Linked DNA regions of Rattus norvegicus: region 2 is linked to region 1. A link is a contact called in public Hi-C data. All regions are on one chromosome and are shown on one strand. The core of a region is the stretch at or near the end of the contact, and the rest is flanking DNA. Distances in the headings are between cores, read along the strand shown.

Region 1 (7,786 bases), core at 3,062-5,561:
GAGACCCTGACTAAAGATAGTCAGCACTCATGGCAAACAGCGGTCCTGCTGTGTGGACCCTGCTTCTATTTAGTCTCTTCCTCCGTTGTTAGTTTTAATCTGATGTCTAAATGTGAGCTCCATAATGTCAGGAGGTCAACTGCTGAATGTCCAAATGAGGGGGGCTACGTGAAGACCGTGGAGAGGCCCAGCTGTCCCAGGCCTTAGCCACAGGCTCCAACATGGGTTAACAAGTTGAAACCTGAAAGGCCTGGGTATGGTACCACAAATCTATAAGTCCATCGCTGAGTTGATGGCAGGCGATGCAGACAAAAGGATTGAGAGTTTGAGACCAGCATGGGCCATACTCTGAAGAGGAGTCAAGTTCAGTTCCCACACCCAATCAAGTGGTTTACAACCTCTAACTCTTGCTCCAGAGGAATCCGACGCCCCCTCCTGGTTTCCAAGGGCACCTCATATAGAAAAACCACAATGATCTGGAGACTGACACAGCAGATCATCGTGTACTGATTACTAATGCCTGTCTTGATCACCGAGTACTGATTACTAATGCCTGTCTTGTTTCTCTCTGTGCTTTTTGTCTCCTGTCATCTAGAAGCATTTCTAGCATGCATTTCTGAATGATGACTGGAAAATATAACCACAACGCTTCCACTATAAAAACAAAACAAACAAAACCAACAGTGGATCACTCAACATTAGGTATGTCACCAATATTCAAATTTACAAGCGGACCATAGATGTCACTCTATACTTTTACCACTTATTCAATCTTGATTATTTCCCTTTTAAAATGTTGTTGAAGGAGTCATTTCACAAGACCTGGATTGCTTTGATCTACATGGCATTTAACTAACACACATCCCACTGCATTTCGAATTTCCTGTAAATGTGGTAATTGAGCTGGATTAGCAGTTCCCAACCTGTGGGTCGAGACCCCTTTGGGGGCTGCATATCAGATATCCTGCATATCAGATATTGATATTACGACTCATAACAGTTGCAAGTTTATGGGTATGAAGTAGTAAGGAAATGATTTTATGGTTGGGGTCACCACAGCCTGAGGAACTGTATTAAAGGGTCGCAGCATCAGGAAGGTTGAGAACCGCTGGTCTAGAGAAACTTCGCTCAGATTCAGGTTTAAGATGTAGGTTAGTGGTAGAGCATTTGGGTTCAGAGACAGTGGCGGGAGGGGAGATTGAGATAGTCTGGGGTTCAGAGGGGCAGGCTATGTATTATAGTTGGTGACGAGTGTTTTATTTGAAGACACAATGTTAGCCTGGTGTGATAACACGTGCTTTCAGTCCCAGCATTCGAGCAGGGACTTTGAGGCCAGCCTAGTTTACAGGGAAAGTTCCAGGACACCCGGGCCAGGGCTACATAGAGAAACCCTGTCTCAGAAAACAAAAATAAAAACAAAACAAAATCAACCACCACTACCAACAACAAAGAGGGAAGGAAGGAAGGGAGGGAGGGAGGAGCGAGGGAGGGAGGGGGGGAGGGAAAAAGAAGACAGGGCTGGGGAGATGCCAAACAGGTAAGGCACCTGCTGTGAAGATCTGGCATGCACAAGAAAAGAACAAATATGCTGCAGGTGACCTGTCTGCACGAACCCCGCAGCAGTGACAGAGACCCAAACAGGAAGATCTCTGAGGCTTCTGGCTGCCAGCCTGGCTCCAGAATCCTGTGAGAGACCCTGTCTCAAGAGACAGAGTCTGGGGGTTGGGGATTTAGCTCAGTGGCAGAGCGCTTGCCTAGCAAGCACAAGGCCCTGGGTTCGGTCCCCAGCTCCGAAAAAAAAAAGAAAAAGAAATAAAAAGAGAGAGAGAGACAGAGTCTGGAGAGATGGCTCAGTGGTTCAGAGCACTCGTTCCTGAGGAGGACCCAGGTTCAGTTCCCAGCACTCACATGGTGGCTCACAATCGTCCATAACTACAGTTCCAGGGATTCTGGTGCCCTCTTCTGACCACAGCAGGCATCAGGCATGTACATGGTAGACAGAAGCACACGCAAGCAAAAGAATGATACACACAACATAAATATATCTTTAAAAATTTTTTAAATACATCTTTAAAAACAATTAAAATCTACCACCACCACCATCACCAATCACCACCACCAATCACCACCAATCACCATCAATCACCACCAATCACCACCAATCACCATCAATCACCATCAATCACCACCACTAGAGTTGGAGAATAAGACAAAGAGTGAGAGAACACAGCACCGGAGGTCCTCTTCTGGCCTGAGCGCACACACACACACACACACACACACACACACACACACACACACACACACAAGGGCTAGCTCTCTCCACATTATTAGTGGATGCTCATCACTCTTGGATCTGTTCATCCATTAGGGATGGCCAACAGTGACACTCTGTCTATTGTGCCTCCCACACCTAACAGCTACAATCCTCTCAGGAGAACTTCCCCTGTGGATACCATGTGGCCACTGAAGCGCAGTTACAAAACAATTTAACCAAGACAGTTGCTTCCTTTCCACTTAGAATCTTCTAGAAAGATGGGCCACTTCCCACAGACCTTCATTTATATTTTTTCTGACTCACTCACTTTTCTTTTTTAAATTTTACTTTTCCTTGCCTGCCTTCCCTGCCCCCCTCTCTCTCACACACACTCCCTCTTCCTCTCCCCTCTCCCTCCCCCTCCCCTTCCCTCTACCTCTCCCTAGGTAACCCAGGCTGGACCTGAACTTGCTAAATTGTTCAGGCGAGCCTGAAGCTCTCCACCCTCCTGCCTCAGCCTCCCAAGCACTGGTGTAACTGTGTATGGGTTTTATTCCTTATTTTCTAACCACGCACATTAGGTGACAGAGGTGGGCCAGAAGCTGCTAGAAAAAGACATTCTAGATTGTCCCGACCCATGTGACCCCCACCCCCTCACCCCCTGCCGTCCCAGTGATGAGGATGGCCAGTCGGCTCTGAGGTTTGCTATTTCCTCTGTAATTAAGGAATCTTCTAATTTGAGGAATAGGTAAAATTCATCAAAATTATATTTCCTAAAAGTCATAAAACTGAAGCTGCTGGGGTCTTTTTGGCTGCAGGGAAATCTTGAATGGAGGAGGGATGCTATCAAGACAGGATTTAAGAAAATAGTTCATCATCTTTCATTCCCAGCAAAGAGAATACCCCAAAGAAATGCCATTGATTTTGCATTTTGAGAAACTGACCAACTTTCTTGATCAAACGTCCGTTGCAAGTTAGAGTCAAGGTTAGGCAGGCCCTCTAGGGTCCCTTCCTTTGGGGCCTTCACTCCCTGTGATTTTGAAAAGGCAGACTTGGGCGATCAGAGCCCTTACTGCTGAGAATAGGAAAGACTCTTGGCTCGGATCCCAGTCTCCTTTACCATTGCCTTCTGGGCTGTGTGAGAGCCAGGCTGGGAGGAGGGAGGTCCTGCCCTGCAGACCTCAGAACTTAGGCGGAATCTGCTCAGTTGGGCAAAGAATACGACCTTGTCTTCCTTACTAATTTTCCTGAGGCTGGAGAAATAGCCAGGCTTTTCTATGTCCTTGATCCCCTTGGTCTTGCCCTCTGCCAAGCCTCTCTTTGAAGGCTTTGCTGTCTACTAGCTTGTGGGATGGCTTTGGGACAGGACATGGTGACTCAGTTTCTTCCAGTGTGGAATCGTGAAATTGGATTTGAGGCCTACTTCTCACATCACTTGGGGAAGCTTTTATATTGGGGAAGCTTTCACAGTTAGGGTGACTACCGAGGAGCTACCGAATGGGAATGGAGAGGAGGGCGGAAGGGGAAAAGCACATTCCACTCCACCCCCTCCCCACTGACCCCACCCCGGAGTCCCTCAACCTCTTGACCTCTGAGCTCGCCTTCGGCCTGGGCGGGGTGCAGCACTCTCCCAGCCCGTCTAGAGACGCTGGGGCGGGGCAGCCCTGGCAGGGCAGCCTCACCGGAAAGACTCGTTTGAACTAGAGCTGGCAGAACCAGGGTGGAAGCCGACTTGTAGCCTCTGCCTGGAGCTCTCCCGGTCCCTAGTCACGTGCAGATAAAGTAACCCCTGGTCAGCTCTTCCACACCTGAGTGACCCCCAAACTCCACCCCAGTTCCCCCACGGGCCACGCCCTCGGCTCTGGGGCTCCCATTAGGCTGAATCTCAGTGGGGGAAGGGGACACGAATGAGGGCAGAGGCCCAGACAAGGTCCCGTTGCTAAGCAACACGACCCTGGCTCTGGGCTCTGTCCTGAAACAGCCAGAAGCAGCCAGCACACAGCTGCCTCCTTGCAGCCGCCTGCTTGCCCAGCCAAACCTTCTGGAACTAGAGTGCTCAAGCGACCCCAGGCGACAAGCTCCTCGGCTTGCAAAACCTCAGTAAAGACGGACGGCTACTCGCCAGCTCTGTGCGCCGCTTTGGGTCCCAGATCAGGACGCGATGCCACCCCGGAGCTAGGCACCCCCAGCCCAGCTCCTTAATTCACCCCTGGAGGCCATCGGAATGAGATCACAGGGTCTGCCAGCACTATTATTTGTGTTTGCGTGCGGGTTGCACAGGAGGTTAGTGGCTAGGCTAGCTAGTCAGACGCTGCCTGGAGGGAACCGGGTATTTAGAAGACTGACTAGACCGGGCCGCTAGAAGCTCTGCCTACAGCAGACACCCGATCCATAAAGTTATAGACGGTTGCTGCTGGGGAAGATAGACCCTGCACACTAGCATGCCACCATGAGCCACTAGGAATCGCTGGAGGAGACAGCCAGCATCTTATAACACCATGATTGAAGCTAAAATCCCGGTACAATACACCCTTCTCCAGGAAGGGGGGGCAGGTTGCCTTCCAAGGACTCTGAAAGCACTTCGTTAGATTATTCAGCAAATCCCACGGGCACGTGTGAGCGCGTGCTCCTTAATCTCCTCTAGAAACATTAGCTTGAAATACAGTGGACATTGCCTCAGAAGACCTAGGTGACTTGCGCGGGAGCTATGCCCTGTCCCTTGTACTGTTTGGACTTGGGCAACTGATAAGTCTCTAAGCCTCACGCTCTTCTCGTGCATAAAAAGAGGTTGTCCTATTTGCAGAACAGCAAAAAGGAGGTATGTAATTCCAGACTCTCACTAGGAGATTTTTGGCAAGGGATCCACCACTCCCACAGCCCCTCACCATGAGTGTGAGTCTAGGCCAGTATTCCACCACTGAGCCACATGGAGCAGGGATTCTAGGCAGGGGCTCTACCACTGAGCCACGCCCCCAGCCTCTCACTGGGGGATTCTAGGCAGGGGCTCTACCACTGAGCCACACCCTCAGCCCCTCACTGGGGGATTCTAGGCAGGAGCTCTACCACTGAGCCACGCCCTCAGCCCCTCACTGGGTGATTCTAGGCAGGGGCTCTACCACTGAGCCACGCCCCCAGCCTCTCATTGGGGGATTCTAGGCAGGGGCTCTACCACTGAGCCACGCCCCCAGCCTCTCATTGGGGGATTCTAGGCAGGGGCCCTACCACTGAGCCACGCCCCCGGCCTCTCACTGGGGGAATTCTAGGCAGGGGCTCTACCACTGAGCAGCGTCCCCACCCTCAAAGGAGTTTTTTTTTGTTTTGTTTTGTTTTTTGTTTGTTTTTTTTTAACAACCTGATAATTGTGCAATGACCAATGACCAACAACACTGGGAAGGAAAGAATGCCATCCCAGAAGGAAGAAAAACAAGAACGTAATGTCTTATTCTTGGAAAGTATAACCTAATATTAGAGAACTATAAAAACCAAGGAGTTATCAGAAACCCTTTATTGTTTTGACCTTTTTATTAAAACAATGGAGAGAGGTGGCTAGGAACACTGAGTGCCTCAGACCTGCAAGGCTCAGGACTACCTGTCCCAGGGTCCCTGTAGCTGACTTGGCGCCTTCCCACTACTCTTCATCAGGACTGCTACTGTAGCCACTGACTTGATCTCATTTTGTCTTGGTTCTCCTGATCTGTAAAGTGGAGATGAAAACGACACCAACCCGTGCAGCCGTTGGGAAGACTGAATTAGGTTGTGACCACAGAGGTGACTGACAAGCCCCAGCTAGTACTAGTTACGGTTTTATTACATATTTTTAATTAATTAAGTAATTAGGCGTGTGTGTGTGTGTGTGTGTGTGTGTGTGTGTGTGTGTGTGTTTATAGGTCAAAGGACAACTAGTACTCCTGTTGGCTTACGAACAATTCTGTTAGGCTCTGCCTAACAGCCACCTAGCAACAGCTTACATCATCACCTGCCTTCAGGTGTGAGCCTGGACTGCCGGGTACCCTCTTATTTCTGTACTCCTGCTGCATTGTACGGCAGACTTATATTTAATAAAAACTTTCATCTTTCTCTCCTACCAGTTTTTACCATTAACGTATTCAAGTGAGCAGGGAAGTTGGTAGAACCATGTAGTGAACACCCAAGTAGCCTGTGTCATCGACATTAGACCACATTTGTTTGTATCACAGATCTGGCTCATCTCCATCTTCTGTCCCTCCTCCCAGCTGTCATCTATCTCTCTGTCCCTCCTCCCAGCTGTCAGTCTGCTTCTGAGCTGGTCCATAGCCACTCCCAGAGACGCAGTGACTTAGAGCAGCAACTGCTTCGTTGGTTCAGGGCCACAAGAGTTTTGAACTCAAACAGGTTGTGGTGACGTTGGCTGACCCTTGTTACACAGCAGCGGTTCTCAACACGTGGTGTCGAGGCCCCTTTGGGAGGGAAGTCAGACGACCTATTCCCAGGGGTCACATTTATTGTAGAAATCGTGCATTTACACATTATCATTATTACTGTGTTTGTATGGCGTGTTTGCACCCACACAGGCTCGTGTTCTGCGAAACACATATGGAGGTCAGAGGACAACTTTGTGCAACTTCTTTTCTTCTACCTTTCTGTGGGTTCCAGGGATTGAACTGAGGCCATCAGACTGATGCAGACACTGCTTTTATCTGGGGAGCCATCTCTGGCCCAAGCACGTTTTTGTTATGCAATTTTCATGTAATTCTTGTAAACTTCCTTGTCTATCCCCCATCCCCCACCCACTGAATTTTTCCTATACCCAAATATTAAATTATTCCCCTTCTACTGTCATGATTCTTTTGTCTTTTTTATGAGACAGGATCTCTCTCTCTCTCTCTCTCTCTCTCTCTCTCTCTCTCTCTCTCTCTAGACTAGGTTGTCCTTAAACTTAAACTCAAAGCTCTCCCTTTGCCTCTAGAGTGCAGAGATTAAAGATGTCTGCCACCGCACTGACATCAGCATCAGCGTCATACGTCAGAGGATATAAGGGTCGGGCTTCTGGCTGTGTGTGTTGGCACTGGGAGGATGCTTGCTTACATCTTGCTGGATGGGGGCTGAGGAAGGGCAGTACTGGTGCTCAGCTGACCTCTCAGACTCCCCTTTTGATTCAGCTAAGGACCCTGACCCATGCTATGGTACTGGCCACAGTCAGGGTGGATCCCCCCACGCCCCCAACTAATCCTCTCTGAAACAGACAGACCCAAAGGTGGCATTCACTAATGCCATAAATGTTTCTTAGTCCAATCAGGCAGGGAGTTGAAAATGAACCACTACACACTAATGCTTTTCTGCTTTGTCCACTTCCATGAAAATCGCGTCGTGTTTCCTTCTTTGTGACAGGACAATGAATGCTCTAGTGTGTGTAGGAGGCTTCGTTATCCATTCATCTGTCAGCGCACCTAGGCTGCCTCTGGACCTTGACTGTTCTAAATAGTAAAGAGCATATATGAGCATCTCTGTGGAATGCAGGCTTTGGTCCCTTCAGGTGGTTACCTGGAAGTA
Region 2 (7,786 bases), core at 3,506-6,005, 83 kb before region 1:
AAATTGTGCATTTTTAATATAGTTGGATATATATATATGTATATCCTCAATTTAAAAACATACCCCTACTTCATTGGATACAACAGATCACTAAACACCTATTACAGAGCTATACCAATTTCTCTTGGTTTAAGAGGTGGTTGACATTTAGCTAGAAACTTTAAAAAAAAGATTTATTTTATTTTTGAATATGTATGGGGGTGCGGGTGAGTGCAGATGTCCTCAGAGGCTAGAAGAGAATGCTGGAGTCGCTGGAACTGGAGTGCTGAGAACTGAACTCCTGCAAGAGCAGCACATGGCCATAACTGATAAGCCACCTCTCCAGCCTTAGCCAGGAACTTTTAAAACACCTGAGACAAAAATAAGACCTAAGCTTACTCTTAGCGACACACACAGAGCTCGGCCATTTGATGACAGACAGTGGGGACGGAGACCAGGAGCATCGAGGAAACAAAGGTCCTTCAAAATGGTCAGCCCTTGTTCTGATTAAATTGTGCATTTTTAATATAGTTGGTATCAAGTGGAACTTAAAAAAAAACATGTGGGAATTTAAAATAAAGTGAAACCTGCTATTTTTCAGGGTCAGCAGTATCGCGGTGAGATTTGTCTCTTAAACAATGACACTTGCTATCTCTGGAGTTCTATGAATACTTTTGAAGTGTCATATTAAAACCAATCTCGTGGCCTTGAGGCAAGGGGAAGCAATTAGTCGTGGAGTTGTGAATAAATAAAAATCCATTTATACACCCGTCCTTGACATGTGCCTTGCGAATCTTAGAAACTTCATCTAGAGGGAAAAGAAATGTTAAATCATGAATACCGGTCCTAATCACAGTGCCATGTGGCTTCCTGAAACAGTTGAGTTTATTCCAATCTTTTAAGTATGAATTTGTATGAATGTATTCACCCGTATTGAACACAAAACAAAGACGCACCCACAGTCACTCAGGTGACGAGAAGTGAGGGATGCTGGAGCCCACTGGGGCGGTGACAAGTAGTTTTCAGAGGGTCCTTGGTCCTCAAGTGAGCCTAGCATACTCTCCTGGCTCTTATGGGTTTCAAAGCCTAGGGAAGGCTCTCTCTATGAAGCTGAGGGGTAGTCACGTACCAGCCAGCTCTACTGAGGTCACCATTCTTGCAAAGTGGTTTTCACCTTGTTCTAAGGGTCAGCTTCTTCAACACCGGGGTGTGTGGGGGGGTATCTACTGTTTCTAAGTTCCACTACCTTGAACAGCTCAGTTCAAAGCCTGGGGAAGCCAGCAAAGAACTGAGAAGACTATCCAGCAGGGGAACAGGACCGCACCTGCACGCTCACCAGAAGAGAAGCCCTCTTTATGGAATGTTGGTTGCTAGAAGCCCGGGGATTCTGGAGCGCAGGAAGCAAACGTGGGCAACCATGGGCCCCCACAGCACAGATCCCTGACCTACTTCGCGGGCCCCTTTCTGTTCTAGGAGCAGCTTAAAATCCATAAATTAAGGAAATTAACTGATGGGGCCTGCGGCATCTTTGTAAGCTATTTAAATCTATAAATTTACAACATCTTCTGCATATATCAAGTAATTGAACTAACTGCGGGGATGTAACTTTAATGAGAAAATTTCCCCCTTCTCCAGTAGTTTGAGATAATAAATAAATAAATAAATAAATAAATAAATAAATAAATCCCTCAGGAGGAAAGTTTCTTATTCCCGCGTGAAGTTACAGACGCGCGGTAGGATGCACTCTTCGCACTAGAGGTTCACTGCATCAGGGGAACTGGGTCCTCCCCCCCCAAACCCCCATCATATTTCTCCAGTGTTCCTGTCTGGCCTCCAGAGCACCCCCAGGAGTTTGGCCAGTAGAGGGCGCCCAGGCCCGACCGAGTCAGTGAAGGGGGCCGCGCCGCCGCTCCCGGCCGGAGCGCACCCGCCTTCCTAGCCGAAAGCCTGGCTTTGGCCCCGGCGTCCCGGGAACCAGGCGGGGGCGCAGTCTGGGCAAAGCGCACCGGCCGCGATCCGTTTCCTAGGAGCCGGGAAATGGTCGAGGAGGAGGGACGGGCGGGGCGCAGGGAAGGAGAAGGAAGGAGCAGAGGGGGAGCAGCTAGGGGCATTCTGGGCGCAGGCCTCCGCGCCGCAGGGACCTTTGGCCGCCGCCGTCTCCATCGCGCGGTACTCGTCCAGGAAATGGCGCGAGTGGCCGCGGGCGACCGGCCGGGTGCCCCGCGCTCCCCTCCCCCGCGGTGGCCACCGCGTGTCCGCAGACGTCACGGCCGGCGCTGCTCCCCGGGAGAGGGGCAGCCGGGGCCGAGACCCGGGGAGAGAGGGAGGGAGAGAGGGAGGTAAGCCGCCTGGCAGCCCAGTTTCTCTCCCCTCCCCACACCAAGTCCCGCCCTCAGCCCCGGGGCGCCGCGGCGGCGGCTGCTTCTCTCCTCTTTGTAACCGAGGAGTCGAGAAATGTGAGAAACGTGCCCTGTGTTACTTATTTGGGAGTCGAAAATTTATGCCCAGCTGAAAGCGCCCGGGGAAATATTACATCAGATGAAATGACAATGATTAAAATCAGCCTCTCCCCCCGCCCCCTCCCCGAGCCCGGAGGAGGCCCGGGCGCCGCGTGGCCGGACGGCGGGGGGCTGGGGCGCAGAGGGCGCGGGGCTTGGGCGCAGCGCTCCCGGAAGGGTCCTGGTCGAGGCCCCTGGCACCCAGGCACGGGGCTCCGGGACCCACGGGTGGGGATCGCGAGGTGGGAAGGAAGTGGTGGCGGTGGGGAACGGTACATTTTTTGTCGCGGAGCGCGGCAGGCGCGGGCGCGCGGAGCTAATTGCGACTCTAATCCTCTGCCCCGAGGCGCAGCCGAGCCCCGAGCCAGGAGTCGCCTGCGCGCGCCCGCTCGCGCTCGCCGCGCCGGGGTAATTTGGAACCGGATCGCTGCCCTTTGCAATCCAGGCTGGGCCGCGGCGAGGCGCACAGGCTACCGGCTGATTTTGGGGGGCTGTTTTTCCCCCTCCAGCCATCGGGGGAGGCCGCTGGAGAGAGAGGGAGGAGAAGAGGTGGGAGCGGCGGGAGGGCAGCCGGAGAGCGGCGCGAAGAGGAGGCGGCGGCGGCCGCGGCGAGGAGGGAGGAGGCGAGGGGAGGGCGGGGAGGGGAGGCCCCGGCGCGGCGCGCCGCGAGGGGCCGCGCGGAGCGGGGGCCGGGGCGGGAGGGGTGGGTGGGGGGAGGGTTGGGGGCGAGAGAGAAAGTAACTCCAGGACGAGACCGGAGCGACCCGCGCGCATCGAGCACTAGGCGACGGGGCTGCGCCGGGCGCCCGACACCGGCGGCTGCGGGGGGCGGGGGCTGCGCCGGTGCCCGATCCACCGCTCCGGCTCCGAGGTAAGCCCAGCACGGCGGCCACCGCTCAGTGCCGCACACCCCTGGTTCCCAAAGTGGCTGCAATGCCGAGAAAGTCACTCGGCCCCGGGCCGGGACCTAGGCTGGGGGTGGGGGGGACGGGCTGCTTTGTCCCTCTGCTGAGCGCAGGGGCTGGCGGCGTGGGGGCGCCCAGCACAAAGGCCTGGCGCGCACGGGGCGGGGGGTGCCCACGTGGGCTGGTCCTAGCCGCGGGTGGACCCTCCCCACTCAGCCGGGCTCCGATCATCCTGCCGCGCGGTATATGCGTCCAGGTCCTCCGCACTCTGGTTCCAGTATGGGCTCGAGTGCCCTGCAGAGCTGGTGACTTTCCTGAGTCTGAAACCGGCTCCATGTAGCTGGAATTTTGGGGCTCACAGGACCGGGTTGGCGCCCAAATTATAGAAAAGGAAAAAGTCTCTAACGGGACAGATGTGCGTTTTCTGACGCCCACCCTTTGAGTCTCATGCCAGACGCACTGGTAGTGGTTCCAAGCTCAGGAAGGATGTGGGGCGGGGGAACGCGCCGCCCCAAGACCGGACCTCGGTCTCTAGATCTCCGCTGCCCACACGCACCCCCTGACCTGGATGCGAACACCCTCATTCTTCCACTCCCGCGCCTCTGTAGCACCTCTTATACCCTCCCTTGGGAAGCCCCCGACAGTAGAAAGATAAACCTTCAAGTTTTCACTCTGCGTCTCAAATGTGCATGAAGGAATTTAACTGCGCGAGTGAATAACAGCATTAGTTTCAATTAATTTTTTTTAAATCCCGGCAACAATAAACTTTGAGAACAAAAGCGCTTTTACGTCCTTAATTAGGCGAGCTTCCCATCTGTGGTCTTGAAGTGTCTGCCTCTTGATTTAACTTTGTCTCCGCCCCCCACCGCACTCCCACCCCTTCTTTGCTGGGCCCTTCGGGTGCCTTGGCCACCCCGCCCGCGGGGCCGGAGGTTCGGCCCAGCCGATCCTGTAGCCCCGAAGTTCACAACAGCCGGCTGGCTTTGCGACCGGGCTGGCGCGCACCAGGTGGCCCGCCGCGTCCCTCCCGTTCCACCCCTGGACAGTCCTGCAGGCCCCTGGCATTGCCGCCTCGGGCAAGCGCCCAGGGCGTAGAGCTGAAGGGAACTGGAGAGGCGCCTTCTGTTTACCTTTTATGGTTAAAATAACAGCTTAGCAAAAGAAGCGACTTCACGAAGAAGCGATTTAGTGAAATCGTCTCAAGCTGCCGCAGCTCAGCCAGTTTAATCACCCCCAGAGAGCTGAACAACTGCGAGCACAATGGGACACAAAATCATTTTGTGTGTAAATGAGCGTGGCATTCTGCTCACTTCCCTCTGTTCGGGCGGGCGGGGCTCGGCTGCGGGTGGGCGCGGGACCCGGGTCTCCCACCACAGCTTGGAGAAGCGGGTCAATGCTGGGCCAGTTTACAAACCCGCCGAGGTATCTGCAACAGGCTGCTTGGCCAAACCTCAGCCGCGCCTGGGTCCTGGTGTCTGGTGCAGTGAACTCGTGTGTCTCTTATCAAGTGCACTTTCTATGTTTGTGATCTCAGCAGTGTTCTGGGAAGAAGGGTCGTGGTCCACCACAGATGCGTTTGTCAGAGGGAGCAGTGGAGATTCGGGTCAAGGCTTAAGGCCTGGGGCTTCCAATGGTGAGTCTTGGGTTTGCGCTGTGAGAAACAGGCTGGGGCTGCTTGGGCGATGGGTGCTTGGTGCTACTTGTCACTTCTCAGTTGGGTCCTGGTAGTGAGGATATGTGGTGCTTTGGTAGCATTTGGGTGAGAATTCTCCCATCTCTGTTGACCTTCAGTGGGTGTTCCTCTACGACACCGTCTCTCCTCCATCTCCTACCAGGGCTGGATGACCCATCCCTTGGGTCTGCTTTGGTTTTCCAAAATCTTCCTTGAGATAAATGGCCTTGTTAATGTCCAAAACAGGGGACTGGACCCAACTCCTCCATGAGGCTAAAACACTCTCCCTCACCCCCAAACAGTTTCAGACCAAAGAACTTCCCAGGGCAGTGGGGATGTCAAACAAATCATGGGAGGGGAGGCACTTTCCTGACATTTAGTGGTTCCAGTCTGTGCACCTCAGACCATGTTTTATACTGGGATACTGAACGTTAAGACATAGATCTAGAAGTTTAACAGGAAAAAGCATCATGTGGGTACCCAGGGTACCATGTAGTTGACCCATATGGGTTAAACCTGTATCAGAGAAGTCCAGGGTGTGTGTGTGTGTGTGTGTGTGTGTGTGTGTGTGTGTTCTATTTCCCTTTGAGACAGCCCCGAGCCAGTCGAGGGGGTGCTAGAAACCTGTCCTTCTCCACCCCTCCTTCATGGGCCCCCTGAAAAGCCCCCAGGGTAGCTTCTGAGGACTGAGGCACAATTTTATTTCAGGTGTCTGAGGCACATAGGAAAGTCCCAAGTAGCTCTGGGGAGGAGGGGAGAAAGCCCATTTGCTGATTGCTGTCTGGCCAGCTCTCAGTGCCCCAAGGGCCTGTGATCCTGAGGGAGTCTGGAATACATTAGGCCCAGGCAGCACCATTCTGGGGGTCTATTGGAGAAGCAGGCAAACAAAGGCAGGTCCTGTCTGCTGTGGGAACTCTAGGTGACTGGTGGCTTCCCAGTGATGCTTCTGGCTTCTGTGGAAAGAGGTGTCCTATACCAACTGTCTTCCCTGGGTGGTGAGAGATCCTAGGCTGCCCAACCAACTGAGGGGATTGGCACCCCCCCCCCCCAGGTTCTCTCCACTGATGCAAGAGGAGACACGCTTGGTAACACGGCTCTAACTCAAAATACCAAAGAAATCTGATTTGTTCTGAAACATGGAAGGGCAGTAATGGCGAGCATATGTTTTAGGCTGTCATTAGCCAAATTAGCAGACATGGAACTGCCTAGAAAACGTGTGTGTGTGTTGTGTGTGTGTGTGTGTGTGTGAGAGAGAGAGAGAGAGAGAGAGAGAGAGAGAGAGAGAGAGATATGCTATGGCCTAGAAGTCTGCTTTGGGGTGTGTGTGTGTGTGTGAGAGAGAGAGAGAGAGAGAGAGAGAGAGATATGAGAGAGAGAGAGAGAGAGAGAGAGAGAGAGAGAGATATGCTATGGCCTAGAAGTCTGCTTTGGGGTGTGTGTGTGTGTGTGTGTGTGTGTGAGAGAGAGAGAGAGAGAGAGAGAGAGAGAGAGAGAGAGAGAGAGATGCTATGGCCTAGAAGTCTGCTTTGGGGTGTGTGTGTGTGTGTGTGTGTGTGTCACACACACACACACACACACACACACATACACACACACTATGCTGTGGCCTGGAGGTCTGCTTTGGAGTGTGTAGGGTTGGTGGGATCTGGGAAGGCTGCCTGGTATACATGAGGCCCCAGACAGCGTCTGTGTAAAAATCATTGGTGGAGCCTGAGAAATAAGTTGCTGCTTCCCACAGATACTCTGGGCAGGGATGGAAGCCTAAATGCCTCACCGCAAGGAGCGGCCGAGCGGGTCCTCGCTTAACGCACACGGCAGCAGCGGCACCGCGGTGAGCTTTGCCTGGTGGGCTGGGTTGGCCCCTCAGCCCCTTTTGCTCTTTTCTAGGGTACCTGCACACTAGCTGCAGGTCTTCCACGCAAGAGATGGGTATTGACTGGCTGTACGATTATGTATTTTTTTTTGAAACGAAAATGCTCTTAATTTGATGTGAAATTTACTACATGTATAAAGCTCAACGCCTTAGGTGCCGAGGAAGTCACTAATTTAGAGGTGTCTCGTTACTGAGACAAACTTGCAAAAAACCCCTGAATCCCAATTCACAAATTGGTGATTCGTTTGTCAGGGGATATTTCACATCTGACACACAAGCCTGCGACCTTTAATTAGAATTTTGCAGTTTGTTTTATGCCCCTGGAGGCTGACACCTTGGAAAAAAAAATTTTTTTTCTTGATTTCTTATTGCTAATAAGCACCCTCCTCCCATCCCCCACCCCCAGCACTTTGAAGAAAATGATGCAAACACACTTAATTACAGCGGTGGCCATAATTTGTCAGCCGAATATGTGATCAGGCACCAGAAGAAGTGATCTGATTAAATATTTGATCACATTCGAAATAAAGGCCGCTTAGGAAGCCTTGTTTCTCTATGTGTTTCCGTCTCCAGGAGGGAGGAAATATGTCCCGGCTGTCACTCACCCGGTCGCCTGTGTCTCCCCTGGCTGCCCAGGGGATCCCACTGCCAGCTCAGCTCACCAAAGCCAACGCACCTGTGCACATCGACGTGGGAGGTCACATGTATACCAGCAGCCTGGCCACACTCACCAAGTACCCTGACTCCAGGTAAGATCTCTGCCCCTAGTGTGGGGCGTTCTGTGTAAAGCCCGGTCGACCGTAGGATGCCATTAGGGTATGGTACCAAGGCCTGTCATTCCCCGATACTCTTGACTGTT

The links. A called contact is a pair of places that touch in the nucleus more often than the background predicts.
Region 2: a Hi-C map of kidney shows a contact between it and region 1, with 1.9 times the contacts expected there. The contact joins the promoter of Kctd15 here to the enhancer-like site in region 1. A contact is called at or near these places in 2 of 12 Hi-C or Micro-C datasets (kidney and liver) and 1 of 1 datasets of contacts at active chromatin or transcription factors (oligodendrocytes).

Annotation. Positions count from the first base shown.
Region 1 is chr1:96,322,711-96,330,496 of GRCr8, reverse strand. The region is part of intron 2 of LOC120099792 (a long non-coding RNA gene); the gene reads left to right. Among named protein-coding and RNA genes, the nearest start is that of Kctd15, 83 kb to the left of the region's middle. Within about 2 kb of position 4,311, at least 19 of the 93 cell types and tissues checked have an H3K27ac peak or open chromatin away from gene starts, as enhancers often do. A contact at or near this core is called in kidney, where this site is marked.
Region 2 is chr1:96,406,086-96,413,871 of GRCr8, reverse strand. Kctd15 (potassium channel tetramerization domain containing 15) reads left to right here and starts at 4,755. Exons shown (of 6, transcript NM_001109141.1): 1 at 4,755-5,015; 2 at 6,793-6,885; 3 at 7,501-7,676. The coding sequence starts at 6,820.